Regions from separate parts of the Mus musculus genome. Here region 1 is linked to region 2. A link is a contact called in public promoter capture Hi-C data. All regions are on one chromosome and are shown on one strand. Each heading gives the region's core, a stretch centred on a gene start, on an enhancer-like site or on the middle of the called end of the contact. The rest is flanking DNA. Distances are from core to core; before and after follow the strand shown. Region 1 overlaps Pds5a (PDS5 cohesin associated factor A). Region 2 has its middle 22 kb from the start of Smim14.

Region 1 (3,456 bases), core at 506-3,005, 120 kb after region 2:
AAAATACTCACGACCGTATCTGGGGAAGGTCAGTTTCTATTTTGTGGCCTGTGTTTCTAAAAATTTGTATTGCAGCTTCTGCTACCTTGTCATCCTCCATTCTTAGGCACTGTAACAAGGACTCATATGTCTCTGCAGAGTGGAACGAGGTAGGATGTGTGAAAGACAGAACCTGGAGGAATAGATACACCTTTAGGAATACAGACAACAGCTCTATTCTATTTAAAAAAGAGTTTTCTTTCAATAAATAGAATGTAAACTTCTGGTGTGCAAACGCTAGCTGTAACACTTGGAATATAAATTACATCATTTAGCCCCAACTACAGTTACTTTTACTCAGAGACTTTAACAAGAATCCTGAGGGGTACGTTCCAGTCTCTTTCCCAAGATAGTTTACAAACATGTTACCAGGCATCTGTAATCACAGTATGTGGCAGGCTACGAGGCAGATGGATAGATGAGACTTTCATGCCAGTCTAGGCTATAGAATGAGATTCTTGTTTTTAAAAAAACAACACGTGCCGGGCGTGGTGGTGCACGCCTTTAATCCCAGCACTCGGGAGGCAGAGGCAGGCGGATTTCTGAGTTCGAGGCCAGCCTGGTCTATAAAGTGAGTTCCAGAACAGCCAGGACTATACAGAGAAACCCTGTCTCAAAAAAACAAAACCAAAACAAACCAAACCAACCAAACAAAAAAAAGATAAACCAAAAAAACTAATCTTTTGAATAATCTAACTTAAAATAATCCCCCTCATGTACACCCTAAAGGGAACGCCCTTATTTATTTTTGGAAGTTAATGGAGATAAAATTACCAAGAAGAAATACCTTAAGAAGCTCAAGTCCTGAGCGGATGGCTGAGTCTGGACTGACACCCTCCTCTTCATCATCGGCCGTCCCTTCGATTGACTTATTCATCAGTTTTACCAGTGCACTAGTAAGTGAGGAAACGCAGGTTAGTAAGACTACTGAAACTAGTGTAATGTATCCCAACTATAATATGATAAACAGAGAGTGTAAAAAGACTATGGTCAAAGACAACGTCTGTAGCCTGAGGATCAGTGTGGACAACACCATAGGAGAGCTTACGGTTATGTTACCCTTTCCAAAAAACTTAATGTGTTATAGTAATAAGAATCTGACTGATAAATAAGCCAGTTAAATAATATACTGTAATATTAATATTAGTTCTTCCAATATTTACACATAGAAACTTTTCACATATAAAGTGATTGTAATATATTTTAATAAAAACAATATAAAAATAGTTGAAGATTGGGCAAATGGCCATTCAGAACAAAATTCACAGAGTAGAAGCCAAGTAAGATGACTCAGTGGGTAAAAGTGCTTGCTGTCAATCTTGATGCACTGCATGTGAGTCCTGGAACCCACATGATAGGAGGCAAGGATTCCTAACATTATTCATTGACCTCAAAGTATGCGGAACACATGCATGTGCATACTCACAATGAGTAAGTGTAATGCAAACACATAGCAGTGAACATATGCAGGGAAAGTAGCATTAATTACACTAGGAAATTTATAGAATCAGTAATTCCATACTAAGAAATTACTAACAGAACCAATTATCAAAAAAAAGCATATTTACAAACATGCAATTGGAAACTGTGTACTGTCAATTATTTAATACCACAGAACATTACATGATCAATAAGATCCAACTACCTAACAGATCAGATGGTTTGTTTCTCAGACAAGGCCTCAGCTGTACCCTCAGCTGACTCCCTGAGGAGTCAGATCTGCCTAACTCAGTCAGGGTGGGAGGACTGCACAGGACTACAATTACAGGGCTCTACTTACCTCCTCTGGCTAAAGGCATAGCATTTAAAACAAAAACAGATATGAGACTGGGAGTGTAGTTTGTAGGCAGAAGGGCTGCCTAGCTTGTCAAACTCTGGGTTTGATCCTCGATGCCACACAACTGGGTGTGGTGGTGCTCACCTGTAATTCTGATAAAATTAAGGCTAAAGTGGAAGGACTGTCATGAGTTCAAGGCCAGTGTGGATACATAGCAATACCAAGACAGCTAGATACAGCAAGATACTGTCTCAAAAAACAGAGTGAGACAAGTATGTGGGTGTGAAAGGCAGGGTGAGAAATTTTTTCTCCTTTGTTGACATTATTGCTTCAATCAAATTATCATGACTTGTTTAGAGGAAAGAGTCTCTCTGTATATTGTCTAGACTCTCTCTTTTTTTTAAAGATTTTAATAAGATTTTTTAAGATTTATTTATTTTATGTATGTAAGTACACTGTCTTCAGGCACACCAGAAGAGGGCATCAGATCTCATTACAGATGGTTGTGAGCCATCATATGGTTGCTGGGAATTGAACTCAGGACCTCTGGAAGAGCAGACGGTGCTCTTAACCACTGAACCATCTCTCCAGCCTCTAGACTCTCTTTTAATTAACTCTTACTGATCATCAATCTGAGGAGGGTTTAACATATACTTGTGAAAATCAAGAAACTTGTTGCTGAGACGGTCTTACATAGCCTGGCTGGCTTTACACTCAATGTGTAGCAGAGGATAATAATGACTATGTGTTAAGAGCTGGACCACAGACATTTGTTACCATAAAGGATATTTAAAAAACAAAACAAAACAAAACAGAATGAACCTGAATTGTGTAATAGACAATTGAATATTAGCAGTTGGGAAGATGAAGGAAGAAAAATACAAGTTCAAGAAGCCAGCATGAACTGCAAAAAATAAAATAAAATCATTAGGGTGTGGAGGTGGCTCAGTGAGTGGTACCACATACTAACTACCACACCTGCAGACAATCAAGGTTTGGTTCCTAGCACTGATGTCACTTGGTTCAAGATAACTTCATCTTCTTTTACTTAAAGGAGTCTGTGTTTATTGTCTCACATTCCAACCTATCTCCTAAAGCAACTAGAATTATGAAAAAATATTTATACCTCTGATTTCTCAAATGTCAGTGTAGCTGAGGGGGACCAGGGCTCTACAGTCTTCTGTGCGCAAATTCTACCGTTTGTTTTTGTGTAGCATGGTGATGGTCGTGCGGGGGAGCAAGTCCCGAGTCTTTGTCATCAACAAAGCCCTAGAGTCACCTCTCTAAAGTATCAGAGAGAAACTGCACGGGCCATGGCACTCTCCCCTTCTTTCCTGAGCTAGCTGTTAGCATTTATTTAACTTCCAGGTATCCCGTGAGGCCTCCACCATTTAGTTTCTTTTCTCATTTTCTTTAAAGATTTGCTTTTTATTTTTTGTGTGCATATGTGGTGCCTACAAAGGGCAGAAGATGGCATTAAATGTCCTAGAGAAAGAGATACAGATGATTAATTATCAGCTGCCTAATATGAGTACTAGGAACTGAACATGTGTCCCCTGCAAGGACAATACATGCTCAAAACCTGGTATGATAGTGCTGACCTTTAACCACAGGAGAAAGAGGCAGATCTCTGTGAGTTA
Region 2 (3,791 bases), core at 352-2,851:
AAACAGTTTTTAAAATACATATTTATTATTTTATGTGTATATAACTTGTTTTTAGATTTCTTTTTAATTTTATGTGTATGTGCTATTCACATGTGTTTGTACACTATGTGTGTACAATACCAGTAGAGTTCAGATCTACTGGAGGTAGAGTTACAGGAAGCTATGAACCACCATGTGGGTGCAGGGAACCAACCCAAAATCTGCAAGAGCAGTAAGGTCTCTTAACTGTGGAGCTGGTGCACACCTTTAATCCCAGCACTTGGAACAGCAAGAACTATAGAGCTATCTCTCCAGCATACACACACACACACACACACACACACACACACACACACACACACACACACACATATGTATGAGTCTTTTGTCTATATGATACACCATGTGCCTGCCAGGTGTCCCCAAAGGTTAGAAGAGGGCATCAGACAATTATTTACAAATGGGAAATATAATAGAGACGAGGCAAGGGTTAACCTAACTGCTAGTTTGAACTTCACTTTGCATTCCTGAAGGGAAGCCAGCAAGAGTTCATTGCCAGTCCTTTGGGACCTCCCTTTATTACACCCATGAAGCACTGTGCTCCTGGCCATGATCCTGTCCTACAACAGCCAGCCTCTATCTAGTTCACCGCACTCAGATGTACAACTCTCCTGTCCGTGGGCATCCTTTTCCTTTGGGTCTTCTCAATCAGCCCTAGTGGAGGTCCTGTGGTTTTCAGAACAGAACCTCTAAGAGTGGAGAAAAGCCAGTACACATCACTGAAGTTGACTGTGTTCTTAATTTTAATCTGTTGCTCTTGGAGAGAGACTTCTTAAGAATTTTTCACCATATATGCTAACAAAAACCATTTTTAAGCTGGGCATGGTAGCACATATCCCATCATCTGTGAAGCTGAGGCAGACAAATCTTGGTGAGTTGAAGGCCAGCCTGGTCTACACGTAGCCAGCTTCAGGCCAGCCAGTGCTATATTAGTAAAACCCCCGTCTCAAGCAAACTTCCAAACAAAACAAATGCCCCATTTACCAAAAAGAAAGAAAGAAAATTTCTGCAAAAGTCTAAAAGGTCTAAAAACCTCTGGTCTCTAGTAACATTCTGGCATTCTGGACTTTAACTCTGTATGCAGTTACACTAATAGTCATATATAAATCTACTTCACAAGGACTCGCTTTAATGACTTTTTAAAAAGACATCAGACACTAAGTTCACACTGAACAATGTGTTCTTAGTCATCATGAGGACCCTGTTCAGTTAATAGGTTCCTTATGATTTTTCTTCTGTCCCTGCAAAGTGCTTGAGGCCATTACAGAATAACTAACTGGCGATGGGAATTCCCCATGAACTCAGATGGACACTAGCTTCAAATTGTATTCCTTGGATCTCTCCTTCCTCCTAATAAGGGATGAGAAAGAGGACTCAAAAAAAAAAAAGATTTAAAAAATAAATCTCAAAGGCTTTAGGCAGAAGATCATGAGCTCAAGTCTAGCCTGTACTATGTGGAAATAAAAGGTGAGAGCTGGAGAGAGTGGAAGAGGCTGGTAGCCTACATGCTTGGCTCAATCGTCAGCACCTACTGGTCTTCTGTGTCACTCATTGCACAGGCAAGGAGTAGAACTGGCTCAGCAGGAAATGGGCTGTGGCACACTCAGGAGCCTCCTCTCCCCTACTGTACACAAAGACACTTTTTAAATAAGTCTTTGAAAAGGAAGTAGGACTTGATTGTCTGAAATGTCAGTTTGACAGAAGACTGGTTATTGAGGAACTGTTCTGCCCAGATGGTTCAACCTCCAGTGCAATGCTCCATCATCTAGTTGGAATATTTGATCTTTGTGACACAGTTCACATACTTTCCCAAGACCCCCAACTATGACTCTCTCCATATTCTGAGACACAGCTACACACCAAACATATTGTATTTGCTTTGGACACGTCAGTGACTTTCAGATCCTGTTTCCTTCCCAAGGTGATTAACAAAGAGTAACCGATGAACAGATGTCAACCACAGGACGCTTCCTGAAACTTAAATCATATCCTAAACAGCTCTCTGGCTCCCCGAGTGTGTGTGTGTGTGTGTGTGTGTGTGTGTGTGTGTGTGTGTGTGTGTGTGTGTGTGAGAGAGAGAGAGAGAGAGAGAAGCACCTTTTTAAAATGTGCATCAAGTGGACTGGAGAGATAGCTCAAAGTTTGGACACCTGCTGCTCTTTCAGACAATCCAAGCTCTTCTTCTGGCCACTGTGGACATCTGCCCATTCACACCCATATATGGTCACACAGACACCCCTTACACCCACTAGAAAAAAAAATCAAACAACAATTAAACAAATAAAAATGCATCACTTGGGTCACCGAACTGCTCTGTGGATAAAAGTGCTTTCTGACATCCCGGAGAATCTGAGTTCGATTTCTGGGATCCCTATGATGGAGGGAGACACCCAACTCCCAAAACCCCATATGTGCTGGGATGCAGTGGTGTGTGCATGCACACACTAAATACAATAACAAAAAGCCCACCAAGCACTAGATGTGGTGGGACAATAGACTGTGGTGGCACAGTGTTGTAATCTTAGATCTTGGGAGATAAAGGCAGGAGGATCAGGTTGTCCTTTACCATGGAAGTTCAAAGCCATCCCGAAACACATCCCTGTCAACCCTGTCTAGACAATCAAGTTACTAAAATCAAACAACCCATGCCAGCTCAGTTTACCGTCCTTCAGCATCCCTTCAACCCCTGAGTCTCCCCTGAGGAGGTGCGCAGACACAGTCACTGCTTCCTTCCTACCAATCAAAACAGCTTTGCATAGCCATGGGAACCCAACCCCTCATTCTTGTCTTCCTTCCTCACCGATCCTGATGCATTTCTAGTCTTCTCCCTTTATAAATGAGTTTCTTGGTACAGCACAGCCAAGGACCGTGGCAAAGAAATCAGTCCCCAGTCATTTGTTTTCTCTTGTTTTTTTCCCTCTGCCTGCTTCTCCTTACTGCCTCTTGCAGCTTTCTGGTTTCTATGCCTGTTTTATTGACTTCACATTTTTCAGTACTACCTCAGTGCCCCTCCCTTTCTCATTCACTTTGAATTGCTGAGTGCATTGTGGAAGTGTACATTTTAAAATTTGTCATGGTGTACTTTTGTTCAAAGTCTTGATTAGAAATTGGGCTAGAGGGCTGGAGAGATGGCTCAGCGGTTAAGAGCACTGACTGCTCTTCTGAAGGTTGTGAGTTCAAATCCCAGCAACCACATGGTGGCTCACAACCATCTGTAATGAGATCTGGTGCTTCTTCTGGGGTGTCTAAAGACAGCTACAGTATACTTACATATATATAATAAATAAATAAATCTTAAAAAAAAAAAAACTCTCCAGACAGCAAGGAAACGCTTGGAAAAGAAAAAAAAAAGAACTTGGGCTAGAGGAGAAATTTCAGAATCAAGAAATTTGTATTCTGGTCACTTTCTGCCTCTGTAGAGACATGGTGCCTTTTGTGTTATAACCATATTTTGTATTTACACCATGTTTATGTGCACAAGATTATCCCCATTTCAGAGGGAAAAGTCACGAAACCTCAGTTTACTGGTGGGTTTCTGACAATAGTCTGTGATGGTTAATTTTCATTGTCCACTTGATTTGATTTAGAATCTGGGAAACATATCTCTGGGTATGTCTGTGAAGATTTTTTTTCCCAGGGGGGTTTTAGAGAAAAAGAATTACCAACTCTGAGTGTGGAATGGTGACTTACACCATTCCACAGTCCAGCACTGAACAGTAAGGGGACAGAGGAAGAAGCCAGCAAAGCTCAGG

What was found. Capture Hi-C pulls out chosen DNA fragments and counts their contacts.
Region 1: a promoter capture Hi-C map of adipose tissue shows a contact between it and region 2. The contact joins two enhancer-like sites. A contact is called at or near these places in 1 of 39 promoter capture datasets (liver), 1 of 115 datasets of contacts at active chromatin or transcription factors (embryonic stem cells) and 4 of 9 other capture datasets (adipose tissue, embryonic stem cells, liver and 1 more).

What each region holds. Positions count from the first base shown.
Region 1 is chr5:65,637,731-65,641,186 of GRCm38.p6, forward strand. It overlaps Pds5a (PDS5 cohesin associated factor A), which reads right to left. Exons shown (of 33, transcript NM_001081321.3): 18 at 827-932; 19 at 12-172. Among named protein-coding and RNA genes, the nearest start is that of Pds5a, 59 kb to the right of the region's middle. Within about 2 kb of position 1,756, at least 26 of the 459 cell types and tissues checked have an H3K27ac peak or open chromatin away from gene starts, as enhancers often do. A contact at or near this core is called in adipose tissue, where this site is marked.
Region 2 is chr5:65,513,165-65,516,955 of GRCm38.p6, forward strand. It overlaps a transcript of Smim14 not described here. Among named protein-coding and RNA genes, the nearest start is that of Smim14, 22 kb to the left of the region's middle. Within about 2 kb of position 1,602, at least 102 of the 459 cell types and tissues checked have an H3K27ac peak or open chromatin away from gene starts, as enhancers often do. A contact at or near this core is called in adipose tissue, where this site is marked.